2 separate regions of the Mus musculus genome follow, and region 2 is linked to region 1. The links are chromatin contacts, called in public Hi-C maps. All regions are on one chromosome and are shown on one strand. The core of a region is the stretch at or near the end of the contact, and the rest is flanking DNA. Distances in the headings are between cores, read along the strand shown.

Evidence for each region. A called contact is a pair of places that touch in the nucleus more often than the background predicts.
Region 2: a Hi-C map of CD4 T cells shows a contact between it and region 1, with 12 times the contacts expected there. A contact is called at or near these places in 1 of 39 promoter capture datasets (liver) and 1 of 484 Hi-C or Micro-C datasets (CD4 T cells).

Annotation. Positions count from the first base shown.
Region 1 is chr19:21,651,201-21,654,824 of GRCm38.p6, forward strand. It overlaps 1110059E24Rik (RIKEN cDNA 1110059E24 gene), which reads right to left and starts at 1,591. Exons shown (of 4, transcript NM_025423.2): 1 at 1,407-1,591. The coding sequence starts at 1,508. It overlaps Abhd17b (abhydrolase domain containing 17B), which reads left to right and starts at 2,109. Exons shown (of 4, transcript NM_146096.3): 1 at 2,109-2,393.
Region 2 is chr19:27,428,604-27,432,209 of GRCm38.p6, forward strand. Pum3 (pumilio RNA-binding family member 3) reads right to left here and starts at 1,305. Exons shown (of 18, transcript NM_177474.5): 1 at 1,189-1,305. It overlaps C030016D13Rik (RIKEN cDNA C030016D13 gene), which reads left to right and starts at 1,434. Exons shown (of 1, transcript NR_027987.1): 1 at 1,434-3,606.

The DNA.
Region 1 (3,624 bases), core at 341-2,840:
AGCTGAGACAACCTGGGGCCCCAGTTTCCTTCCTCTGGGGAAAGGTCTAATTAGTGTATCTCACAATTATATTTAAGTATGGTCTAGTCTTACTTTCAAGGCTCTCCACAGATTTTAAGATGGCTACAGAGCAGTGGGAGGAAATTATACTTTACTATTCCCACTGCTGTTCGGGCCAAATTGTGGATTAATCCATTTTCTTTACCAACTTCTCTCCATAATATTTTTCTAAAATACAGGAAAAGCAGGTTTATGGACGAGTGTCTGCTAATGTGGTCTGAGGGCCCTGCTTAAACTATTTTTTTTTATTCTTCACTGAACTGCCTTTCCCTTTAGCAACTTCTATTGAAATTTGTAATTACAGATCCATCTGCTGACTGACTGTCCATATTACTCAGACAATTACAAGCTCCGTAAAGGCAGAATCAATAGTTTTGAACACTGTCTACCAGGGGTCTAGAACCCTGCACGTGAAAGGTATTTATTAAATATCTGAGAAACAATGAAAGAGAAAGACAGAGTACAAGTTACTATGGATTGCCTTTTTAATGTTTTAAACGTAATCACCTGCTGACCACCTGTTATGTCCCAGACTAGTTACTCTTCTGTTAGCTTCCGAATAATCCTATCAGATTTCTTATCTGAGGCTAAAGGTCACAGAAATTACTAAATTACTTCAAGGAACAAACTTAGGAAATTTGAGCTCTTGTTTCTGTAAATATTAACTTTATCTGATGTAAGCTGGCCTCCAGGACGACTAAAGGCCTTTATCCGCTCCCCATTCAGTTATGGGGAAGGGGATCGCTATTCACAGAATCACTAGTCATACATATCTCAAGTAACAAACAGTCTGAGTTTTCTTCCACTTTACACAGGTCCTGCTAAGTTAATTGTATAGACAGCAAGCAACCATTTTTACACAAGCCAAAACGTTTGCTCCAACACAAAACTGAAATAACATCTTGTTGATAAGGACAGTGACGCTAAGATCGTACTCCCTACAAACTTATGGGTTTGGGAGTTCTCGGAAAAACAGTCGCTGCAAAGAGACACTCGGACGAGTGCCTTCATTTCATTTTCTTATTGCGGGGGCGTGATCCAGGTGGGAGCATCCAAGGCGTCAATCGCCCCATCGGTACCTTAGGTTGGATGAATTTAAGCTGCCCTATCCAGTCTCGGCGCCACTACTGAGATGTGCTGACCATCAGATAGATTCACGGAACAGAGCCAAGCCAAAGAAAGGGCGTGGGAAGAATATTTGAGACACGATTGCACTGCAGCCAAGACTAACTGGGCTGCAGTCCACGCTCGCCAACTCCTCTCCTTTCCTCTCTCTGTCCCCTTTCCTCTCTCTGTCACTTTTTTTTCCCCTGGGATGGCAGTCAGAACAACAGGCAAGGGCCTACCTTGGTCTGAACACTCTTATCAAACTTGTCATTTTTGAAGGTGAACGTATTCTGGTGCTTCTGAGGCCGGGACCGAGTCACGTTGCCTTTCTGGGAACTCATCACCAAAATCTCAAGCACTGTAAATCGGTGCAGCCTTTAAGTTACAGGAAAGAGTAAAGACGTTCCCGCCCCAGATTGAGACTAAGGACAGTGACCCGGAAGAAGTTCTTCTACTCTTTCCGTCCCAGCCCCAGGTCGGCCCACGTGACTCATTAGGGAGGTCACGCTCGGCTCTGCCTTGCCGCACATCCTCGACTACCGGCTTCACGGAAAGCCTTCCTCGGACCCAAGGTGCAAGTCCGGCTTTCTTCGAATCTAGAACTCCCCCATTGGCTCGAACGCGGCTGTCCATCACGGCGGAGGGACGGAGATTCCCCGTTCCTATTGGCTCTTCTTTTCCGCAATCCCCGCCTCCTGCCGAACGCTCCCAACCTGTCTCCCGGCTCCGTAGCGTAGCGACTCCGCTGCGCAGTTTGTGATTGGTGGAAGGTGGGCGAGGCCGGTGCCCTGATCGCCTGCAGCCCGGAGCCCGGGTCAGCTTCGGCGCCCTCCTCCAGTCACTGAGCAGCTCGAACCGGGCCGCTCGCCCCCCCGCCCCCCGCCGCCCTCCCAGCTCCCGCCCGCCGCGGCCGCGCGCTCCGCCGCCTGGCGGCCTTCGGAGGTGCCAAGGAAGGCGGGCTGCGGAGAAGGCAGCACCGGCCCTGCGCTGCGGACGGCGACCACGGCCGCGCGGGACCTCGGGCCGGAGAGCCCCGGCGGCGGCCGCCCCTCGCGGCGGAGCCGTTAGTCAGCAGAACGCGAACGCGCGTGGAGGGGCCCCACGAAGCGCGCCCGGGCACCGCAGCTCTCTTTCGCGTCCTCGCCGGGCCGGGCCGCGGGCGCAGAGTCGGCGGGCGGCGCCCCGCGGAGGACAGCGCGTTGGCGGCCGCGGCCGCCCAGCTGCAGGTGCGTGGGGCTGGGCTGCTGGGCCGTCGGGGGGTCGCCGCTCTGAGCTGGGGACCAGGCCGGGTGGCTTCGGAGCGGAGCTACCGAGCGGAGAGCCGTGCGTCCCGGGCCTCCTCGCCCGCAGGGAGGACCGCAAGATGGGGTCGGGCCGCCGCTCCCCTCCCTGGATCTGGGCCACTTCGGGCCCTCGCTCTCGGCTCGGTGTCCGGGTCCCGCCAGCCTCGATTTTAGATGGAGTCCGCCCGGAGCTTGAGCTGGGTATCCCGCTCCGCTTGTCGCGGGAGCTGCTTTCCATGGCTTGAACTTGTATCATCTCTGATTGAGAACTCAAGGAGGGAGAGGTTGGATTTGAATTGAAAGTTGGAGAGTTCTGTTTGAAATTGTATTTAATATTAAACCAGGAAAGTTGTGTCAAATTATAGTGTGTGGAGGACGTTCGGAGAGTTTAACCTCCCTCCGCTTCTGTTGAAAGAAAGAAAGAAAGAAAGAAAGAAAGAAAGAAAGAAAGAAAGAAAGAAAGAAAGAAAGAAAGAGAGAGAGAGAAAGAAGAAAACGTTCAGAGCCTTAATCTTGGTGATTTTTCTGTCAAAAGCAGGATATTTAGTTTCATCAGTGCTGCTCTGATTTAAGGCAATGTGAAGCAGATTTGGTAAGGATTAGAATAACGGGGCCCCGCGGAAAGGGTGACCTTTAATTTTTTTCTGATAGTTTATGAAAGGTATTCCATTCCTTGTGCAGTATATACTGCTTGATCCCTAGGATTTACATTTTTCAAACCTTCAGCGTATAAAGAGAATTTTGGACATCTTGGGGCAGTACCTAAAACTACTAAGTCTTGAGTAGAATTAATTAGGTGCGGTTTGTGATTGACATATTTGTTTACATTAACGGGGATTTTCAATCAACACTTATTTTAGAGAATGTGTGTCCATATACTTGGCGCATGGATTCAGTTGGGTAATAAATCTACTCGTAGCCAATGCAGTATTTTGAATATCACCATTGTTATCGGTGCCGGTGTCTTACCAATGGAAAACGGAGAAGGCGAAGGTGTTGGAAGTTGAAAATGGATACAATATCTGCTATGCCTTCGTTACTGTTTCAGATCTTGGAGGAAATTAGTAGCGCCTTCACCGTATTTTGACCTCTCTCTCTTCTCCTACTCTAGTATTAATAAGGTTAATTGGCAAGGATAGGATTAGATTTTCAGTAGGCTAGGAAGCTTTAAATT
Region 2 (3,606 bases), core at 55-2,554, 5.8 Mb after region 1:
CCTGTCCTCTTCCTATTCCAAGATACAGTTAATGTAGCCACCTCATGTCCTTTTTTCCAGGTTATGTCCCCTTTGGGAGTTTAAGATTTTCATTATTAGACTGAGGTTATGCTTGGGCCAGGGGAAGGGGTGGCACATGACAGCAAAGAAGTGCTGCTCTCACAGTGACAAAGCTATGCGGCAGTCATGATGATGTTAACCCTGGTCACTTAAAGCACTGTTCACCAAGTTACTAAGCAATCAAATTAACGGCTAATCCAAGAGCAAGACAAGCAAATTAGGTATTCTAGACTGTGCAGCCTTGGGACCCTGAGATAACGTCCTACACAGACCTGAGTCCTCAACACTTCTTGATTATGTATATAACTGGCGTCTTATGCTTAATGTCTGAGACACAATCCTCTGCATTCCACTACAAATTACTATCTTTCTCTCCCTGTCTATTCCTGCTGTATTCAACGGGGACCATCTACTCCACTTCGCAGAGAGAAAACTGGAGCACGGCTCCTGATGTTCACTTCTTTGGTAGTCATCGTGTACCCAACAGTAAGTTATCCTGCAGTCTCCTTAAAGATACCTCTGTCTCTACTACCAACACTCAATGCAAATCATCAAAAATCTCCTTAAGAGAGTCAAGACCTACCATGAGCCTCCCGATCTTTTCTAATAATCCTTCATTATTTTATATGCCTAGGAACACAAAGCAAAATACTTCCCACTACACAAAAATAAAGAGACTCGACACCAAGGCTCCACAGTTCTACCTTCCTCTTTGTCCAGTCCGCGCCTTACTCCTGACTTCCACCTCCGGGACATCCCACTGCCTCTGTTTAAAATACTCTTGCCTCCCATCATGCTTGGCTTATGGATCGCTTCAGTTTTCCCTGCACTGCTCCTATGCACAACGTCTGACACGGGACGAGTGGGCTGACTGTGACTCGCACAGGCCGGAGTTTGACAGCGAAACTTGTTCCTTTAGCTCTACAATAATCAAGTTAACAGAGAGGGCTTAACCCCTGCCCTCGCCAGGGTTCCTCCAACTCCGGGCCAGAGAAGCGGCCAGGTAGACCGTCCCGGAGATGGAGCTGAAGACGCCGCTCGCCCACCACCCCGCAGAGCTCCCCGCTCCCGAGCGGCCGGCGGACACTCGCCCCACACTTCCCGCACCAAACTCTCCACAACACTCACCGCACACGTGGGGCAGAAACTCGCAGAGTTCCGCCACCACCCCCCGCCGCTTCCGCTTCCGCTTCCGCGTTCTGCCCCGCCCCGGATCCGCTGATTGTAGCGTTACGTCCTGGTACTGGGGTCAAGGGGTGGAGCTTAGGAAACACGAAATCCGTAGTTCCTGTTGGTCCATTTTCGCCACACCTCTCGTCTGAGAGGGCTGCATGAGTTTTGGCCCTCGAAGGGATCCGTCCCGTGGAAGACGAGTCCGTGGCTTGGGAAAGTGACGCTTGAGCCTGCAGATTTCTGGGAACGACGCGGGTTCTCGCGAGGGCCACCCAGGTCCTGAAGGAGTTAAAAGACAGCGAAGTCTGCAAGCTGGGTTAGCGTTGGGACAGCTCGCTCGTTAGTGTCTGTTTGCGTCGTTAGTCTAGCCTGGAGGGTAAAAGCTGTACCGGAGTCTCTTCTGTTGTAATCGTGTTTGCCAACACCCATGTCTCCCTTATTTCCCACCCTAGCTGCGAATCTCCGGATAAATTAGATCCCTCGGGAACCATAAGTGTAAAGAACGGAGCACAGTCAAATATTGTGAAAAGCTCTTTCCATAAATGTGTGTGTGGCGTTTTTAATGTAGGCCCGTTCTTGGGCATGCATTTTTTCCCCCACGGTTCCACTTTAGGATATATATTTAAGGTATTACTCCATTTTAGCGAGGAAGCAATAGAAACAAACTTGGTCTTGGGGGCTGCAGAGATGGCTAAGCTGTTTTCTGCTCTTGGAGAGGACTTGGGTTCATTTCCCAGCACCTACATGGCGGCAGTTCCAGGGGATCCCACGTCGCGCCAAACAACAGAACCTTACTGCCTAACTGTTCTGAAATGCAGATGTTAGTTGGTTGAGCAGGGGGCCCTTTTTGAAGCCCCAAGGAGTGAGTGGACGTCCCATGTATCTTCAGCATCTGGTGCTTCAGACGTTCCTTGGCTTATACCTGACTCCTGCCCCTGCCTTTCATTCTCTTCCGTCTTTGTTGTGAGAACACTTGTCAGTTTGTTAAGATAGCTTGCAAATAAGCTTAGAGACTATAATTCCCTGTGGACACTGTCTCTTGTGTCGCTGGTAACACATCTTTAAGTGTTACGGCTCTGTTAGGGGAAGGCTTCAGCTGCTGGGAAAGTTTCCCTGATGCAGGTGTTACAGCTTTGCTCTGGCTCATAGAAAATTTTCCCTGTGACAGTTCTGCTCCAAAAGGTATCCTGGCAGTCAGGAGCCAAGGAATACCACAAAGTCTTGCTGCACAACTAAGCTCAGGCAAGGGATTAATTTGGAGGGAAAAGCTAAGGAGGGTGGTTGCCCTGCTTGGAAGAGAAGCAACAGAGAACTGGGCAGAATTGGGGGATGGGGAAATATATCAGGATTCTGGGGTGGGGGGTTACTTTCCAGGGTGGTCTGGGATTTTATTTTACTTTTTTCTTGTACGGCGAGACCTGGGCTGGGAATGGCTATTACAGCCTTTAAAAGATGACCATTAGGGAAGTCAAGGGCACATGTGTGTGTGGGGGGGGGGGTCTGGCTATTTCCTGCCTTGAAGCACTAGAAAGGCAGTTACAGCTGTTTTAGCCTTTACACCCTTGCTAGAGCTCCTGAGGCCAAGACCTAGCCACTTTTGTGCCTTGAGGATTTACAACGGCTACTAAGTATACAAAATTTACAAAGGGAGGTCATGGCAGAAAAGCCTGTTGCTTGAGTTGGTGTAAATGGCCAGCAATACCTATTTGAAGAAAGTGGAAAATACCACAGTTGATCCTTTTTAGAAGTACCATGTGAAGGATGTATTATAACTTCCCCTCAATATTTAATATTATACAGTTACAAGAGGCTTATGAAAGCAAATTCCATAGATATTCCATGAAGGAACGGAGTTGCAGGGCTCTATTGTGACCAATCAAGGAAAGGTTATAAATATCCTGATAAAGTCTGGCTATATTATTTTGTTTCACTTTAATTTTAAAAAGATCTTCAGGTTTTGTTTGGTTGTTGTTGTTGTTGATGATGATGATGAAAAAAATAGACCCAAGTTGTACCTCTGTTGCTGGGTATGACTTAGAACACATATATTCTAAACTGATCAGAAAATAAAATTACAAAAACATATCAGACCCTCCAGTTAATCCAGATCTGCCTGTCAAGCATCTGGACAGGAAATGTTCTGGAAACCTTAACGAAATATAATAAACTTAAAAGCATGTTAAGATGGGAGCATGCTTGTCTCCTCAGTGAGCCATGCACTTATGAATATCCCCGAAGCTTCTCTCACAAGGCAGTCGCTTACAGATGCTCTCTGCTCTGAGACCCTGCTTTCGGAATTACAGCTGACTCCAACTCTTCCACCTCCCTTTTTATATCTCCCTGCTCTGGATAACAGCCCGATCCCAAACTGGA